Linked DNA regions of Mus musculus: region 2 is linked to region 1. A link is a contact called in public HiChIP or PLAC-seq data. All regions are on one chromosome and are shown on one strand. Each heading gives the region's core, a stretch centred on a gene start, on an enhancer-like site or on the middle of the called end of the contact. The rest is flanking DNA. Distances are from core to core; before and after follow the strand shown.

What was found. HiChIP or PLAC-seq counts read pairs in DNA pulled down with a chosen protein or histone mark.
Region 2: a contact with region 1 is called in an H3K27ac HiChIP or PLAC-seq map of embryonic stem cells, with 6 read pairs. The contact joins two enhancer-like sites. A contact is called at or near these places in 2 of 115 datasets of contacts at active chromatin or transcription factors (embryonic stem cells and pancreatic cancer cells) and 1 of 9 other capture datasets (pancreatic islet).

What each region holds. Positions count from the first base shown.
Region 1 is chr1:135,107,307-135,110,176 of GRCm38.p6, reverse strand. It overlaps the pseudogene Ptprv. Among named protein-coding and RNA genes, the nearest start is that of Lgr6, 3.5 kb to the right of the region's middle. Within about 2 kb of position 1,341, at least 21 of the 459 cell types and tissues checked have an H3K27ac peak or open chromatin away from gene starts, as enhancers often do. A contact at or near this core is called in embryonic stem cells, where this site is marked.
Region 2 is chr1:135,203,382-135,206,299 of GRCm38.p6, reverse strand. No RefSeq gene overlaps it. Among named protein-coding and RNA genes, the nearest start is that of Gm41955, 2.8 kb to the right of the region's middle. Within about 2 kb of position 1,294, at least 11 of the 459 cell types and tissues checked have an H3K27ac peak or open chromatin away from gene starts, as enhancers often do. A contact at or near this core is called in embryonic stem cells, where this site is marked.

The DNA.
Region 1 (2,870 bases), core at 92-2,591:
TTCATCTTCTCTCAGGTCATCATTCTCAGGAGCAGTTGGCCCTGGTGGAGGAGAGCCCAGCTGATAACATGCTGGCAGCCTCACTCTTCCCTGTGAGACGATGCTGAGCCTGCAGCCCTGCTTGATTATTTGTGCTTCCCTGCCTGGGGTTGGGGCTGGGTCCTAGGGGCTTATAGCACAGATGGACTATGGTCAGGAGACTCCTTAATCCCTGGGAACCAACAAACTGTGCTCTGCAGGGTGGGCCGTCTGGTCGCGACCATGTGGTGCTGACTGGCTCGGCCGGACCAAAGGAACTCTGGGAAATGGTGTGGGAACATGGCGCCTATGTGCTTGTCTCCCTGGGTCTGCCTGATACCAAGGAGAAGGTGAGGCGAGTGGAGGGACAGTATGTGTTGCTCCAGGAACGGGGCGGGGAGAGGAGTAGTATATGGTGTTGTTTGCTGTTCAGCTAGGGCATGGGTGGAAATTTTGGAAGCTGACTGTTTTGGTCCTAGCCACAAGACATCTGGCCAATGGAGATGCAGCCTATTGTCACAGACATGGTGACAGTGCACAGAGTGGCTGAGAGCAACACAGCTGGCTGGCCCAGTACCCTCATCAGAGTTATACATGTAGGTGTTGAGATCTCAGGGCTTGGGGCAGAGGGCAGTGATATGAGAATCCCATGCTGACTTCCCTCTGCCACCCTCCTGGAGCACTAATGCTGGTATTGCCCTTCCTCCAGGGGGACAGTGGGACGGAAAGGCAGGTTCAATGCCTGCAGTTTCCACACTGCCAGACTGGGAGTGAGCTCCCAGCTAACACCCTACTGACCTTCCTTGATGCTGTGGGCCAGTGCTGCTCCCGGGGCAATAGCAAGAAGCCAGGGACCCTGCTCAGTCACTCCAGGTGCCATCGACAAACGTCATGTGTTAACTTGGGTTATGGGTCAAAGGGTCTCCCAAGGCTCCGTCTCTTCTGCTCCATTTGCAGGGATTTGGTAGGGCTCTCTCTAGCCTGGCTGGCCAATCAAGTGCCTAGCATTATTTCCTAGTCCTTAGAACTAATCTTGGTTTCCCCATGTGCCTGGACACTACCCCATCTCCAGAGGTCCCACATCTAACTCTAGGTCACTTACAGCAAGGTCACATACCAGCTGGGCACCTTCTTGGCTATGGAACAGCTGCTACAGCAAGCAGGGACCGAGCGCACAGTGGATGTCTTCAGTGTGGCCCTGAAGCAGACACAGGCCTGTGGCCTTAAGACCCCAACGCTGGTGAGAGGCAAAGAGGGAGGGGCTTACTGTGAAAGGGATCAAAGACAGGCCTGGTCTTGTCCCAGCCACAGATGACTATTAGGTTACCACATCCAGGTCACCACTAGGTGGCTCTGTGGACCACCGTGCCCTGTCCAGAAGGAGTAGGGGTTAGGAGAACCCTGGGAGCCTTCTCTGTCAGGTTTGGGCAAGTAGGTAAGGTTTCTTGCCTGTGTCTAACCAGGAGCAGTATATCTACCTCTACAACTGTCTGAACAGCGCATTGAGGAACAGGCTGCCCCGAGCTAGGAAGTGACCTGTGCCCTGCTAGGCATCACGTTCCAGCAAATCCACCCAGGCCTGGCTTCCCCAGGAGAACAGATCTATCGGCCTCACGCTGTCAAAGGGCAGAGTCTGGGAATAAAGAGACATGGTCAAACTCATGGTTGTGTCTGCTTCTGCATCCTTCAATCTAGGGCATGGGTGACAGCCGGAGCTTGGTCTAGCTAAGCCTGTTGGCTAAAGCTGGCATACTCTTGACTATTCCCAGCTATTCCCTGTTCTCTAACCTTCTGCTTTTCCAGTGTATTCAGACATCAAACTTTCTACCTGTCTTAGTTACGGTTTCCATTGCTGTGAACAGACACCATGACCAAGGTAGCTCTTATAAAGGACATGATTTAATTGGGGCTGGCTTACAGGTTCAGAGGTTCCGTCCATTATCATCAATGTGGTTCGCATGGCGGTGTTCAGGCAGGCATGGCACTGGAGGAGCTGAGAAATCTACATCTTGTTTCAAAGATAAACAGAGAACTGGCTTCCAGGCAGCTAGGATGAGGGTCCTTAAAGCCTATGCCCACGGTGACACACTTCCTCCAACAAGGCCATATCTCCAAATAGTGCCACTCCCTGGGCCAAGTATATTCAAACTACTCCTAACATCCTGCGATGCTGAGCCCTATTTACTTATTGTTCTTTCTCCATTTTTCTCATCTGCCACTGGACCCCCTTGTCTATCTCCAGGGGCTATCCTCAGTCACTGTAGGCTCCTTGCCAGAGTAGAGGTGCTAATGCCACACTGTGACCCTTAAGTAAGGAACCAGGGGTGGCTCTGGTTGAACCTGTCAAGTTTCCCCCATTCCTGCACTGTCTTCCTTTCTTTTATACAGGCCACGCCCATGGCAGCAGTAGCCAGGTTTCTCATTGGCTAACTTGGTTCTTAGCCGTATGCAAGGGTCCGATGGTCTGCTTCGGTGAAGAAGTGGAAGGAAAGCTTTATGGGTCCTGGGAGGTAGTCAGTTTGTAGAATTCTTGCCTTGTATGCATGATATCCCGGTCCAGGGTTTGATCCCCTAATAGCGCATAGACTATGCATGGTAGCCCATGACTGGAATCCCAGCACTCAGGATGTAAAGACAAGAAGATCCGAACTCAAGATCATCCTTAGCTACATAGCAAGGGTGAGGCTAGCCTGGGCTACAGGAGATCCTGACTCAAGAAACAAAAGTAACAAAAAAACCCTAAGTAACAAAAGGGGGCGCTGGGCTGTCAGAAGCTCAATGGGCACCAGTGCTTGGTGCCAAACCTGATAACCTGGGCTCAATCTCTGGGACACATATGGTGATGGAGAGAA
Region 2 (2,918 bases), core at 45-2,544, 96 kb before region 1:
ATAGTAAGAATTTATCTCAATAAATACATTAGCTGGGGTGATAGCACACGCCTTTAAGCTCAGCACTCACGAGTCAGAAGCAGATCTCTCTGAGTTCAAGACCAACCTACATAATGAATTCCAGACCAGCCCACACGACGTAGTGAAAGTGTCTCAAAACCAAACCAAACCCCAAACAAAACACCCTGAAATTAAAACGAAAGCCAGGTAGTGGTGGCACAAACCTTTCATAACGGTAGAGGCAGAAGCAGGTGATCTCTGAATTCGAGGCCAGCCTGGTCTGAACAGAGGGTTCCAAGACAGGTCGGGATACACAAAGAAACCCTGTCTTGAAAAATCAAAAAATAAAAATAAAGTTTAAAAAATAATCAGCTAAACAAATAAATAAATAACCCATAGGAAGCTTTCCCAAACATACACATATTCTTAGTGCGATGGGAGAAGCAGATAAGGTGGTATGGAGTCCTATGGTGCATCGTGTACCCAAGCCAACCTCTCTCTGGCTCCTACCCTACACTTGGCTTTCCCACCTCAAAGGGGCCTGGGCTTCAGCATGGCCTGAGGGAGGAGAGACGCAACCATGGTCTCCTAGATTTTTTTTTTTTTTTATGTGTGTGTTTTGAGACAGAAACTTTCCATGTTGTCCAGGCCAGCCTGAAACTCCAAACTCCCCTGCCTCAGCTTCTCAGGAGCTGGAATTACAGGTATGTACCACCACATCTCACTCTGAACGTTGGACCTGTGAGAGTCTGGGTCCCGCTGGGAATGATAAAGAAGACTTATTGTACTCTCTGCCCTGTTTCCCTGGCCATCAGCTTCTAAGTCCTGTAGGGGGCAGGGCCCCAGTGATGGGAGGTGTCTTCTCAGGACACAGGGATTTGTCTTCCTAGCAAGGTCTGCACTCCCACTGAGGGCCTCTGCCATCTGGGATGGTCTCAGAGCGGGGCTTATCATCTGAAGCACGCTCAGGGGCACCATGCAAGAACAGAGCCAGGCATATACCTGTAAACCCAGCATGGTAGTAGACATTGTAATCCCAGCACTCAGGAAGCTGAGGCAGGAGGACTGTGAATCCCAAGAAGCTGCTCTAGAGAATAAAGGTCCCGCCTCAAAACCCAAAAAGATGGCTAATGGCTCAGGTGGCCAGAAAAGGCTCGGCACCTGTCCCTTAACATGTTGGTGCAAGCAACAGGACCCCAGGAACCCCCAGACTGCACTTTTTAGCCCTGGTTTTAGCAAAGGCAGTTGCATGGAGATTCTGCTGGTCTCAGGCCCCTCCCTGTGATGAGGGCCCGGGAGGCGGAGCAGAAAGACAATCAGGCCTTTGCTAGGCCAGGCTGGGGATTTAGCACTGGGCTCCCATTAGCCTGAGAAGCTGTTATTCTAGAACCTGATAACTGCCTGGGCTGGGCTGAGCCGCTGATAAGAGGCAGCTGTTTGAAGTCCAGAGTGATAACAGCTTCAGAAAAAGTCAATTAAGGCAGTGGGAAACATGGGTTAAGGTCACCAGCCTTGCCCGTGCGCCTTTCAACAATTCTCTCAACACAGCACTTAACTCCCAGATCAGATAGCCCAGCACGATGAGGGGGCTCACGGCCACCGGTTTCCAATGGTCAGGCACTATCTCAATGTTGGTGGGTGTCCTTATGCATGAGCTCTGTTGTTGCTGATGGGAGCCTATCAGCAGCCTTCTTGACCTCACTTCTTCTCAAAGGCATTCACTCTGTCTGTATACATGCACTTCCCAAATATGTAGAGTGCTCAACTTTGTGGCAGACACAGTTCTGGGCACCAGAAAGTCAGTGGGGAAGTAAGTCAGCAAGCGCCCCGTCTGTTCTCCCAGGGCTCATGATCTGGATGGCTGGAGAAAAACAATGAACCACTAACTGTGGTGGGTGGTGGAGGCAAAGGAGGAAATGCCAAGGAGAGGCAGAGCAGGGTAATCAGGCAGAGAGCGCTGGACTGCTGTCTGGGAGTCAGAATGACCTTTCCGAAGAAATGTGGTGGCTAAGAATGAGGCAAGACAGACAGACTTTCTAGGGAGGAGAGATGGGTGCAGAGGCCCTTTGGTGGGAACTGGGGCTGTCTGGAGGTGTGTGAGAGAGACAGACCATGAAGGTGGGCAGAGGGTAAATGTAGGTGGCAGGGTGGGCAGGATTTGTTGAGAGGTGACTTGGCTGGGGTTATGGCTCAGTGGTCTGCCATGCTGGAGACCCTGGGTTTAATCCCCAGCACCATTGTCTTTTATTGGAGGGAGGGGGCTAGAGAGATAGCTTGGAGGATAGGAACACTTGTTGCTCTTCCAGAGGACCTGTGTGCAGTTTCTAGCACCCACATGAGGCTGCTCACAACCATCTGTAACTCTAGTCCCAGGGGATTCAAAGCCTCTGGCCTTCTTGGGCAATTATATCCTCGTGCACATACCCATATGGAGACACACACACACACACACACACACAGACAGACAGGCACAGACAGACACACACACAGAGACAGGCAGACACACAGAGAAAGAGAATGAGAGATAGTCACACACATATGTACACAGAGAGAGAGGGTAATACACACACACAACAGAGAGACAGACAGGCACATACAGACAGGCACACACAGAGACAGATAGAGACAGACAGACAGAGATAGACACACACATGTACAGAGAGAGAGAGGGTGATACACACACAAAGACACACACACAAAGGAGATACACACAGAGACAGACAGATAGACAGACAGAGGAAGAGACAGGCAGACATACACAGAAACAGACAGACAAACAGACACACACAGAGACAGACAGACACACATAGACACACACACACACACACACACACCAGAGATAACTGCAAGAAAGGAAACCATAGGAAGGCCATCCCAAGAAACTGGGTTTCTTTTCTGAAATTTTCACTTGGCACCAA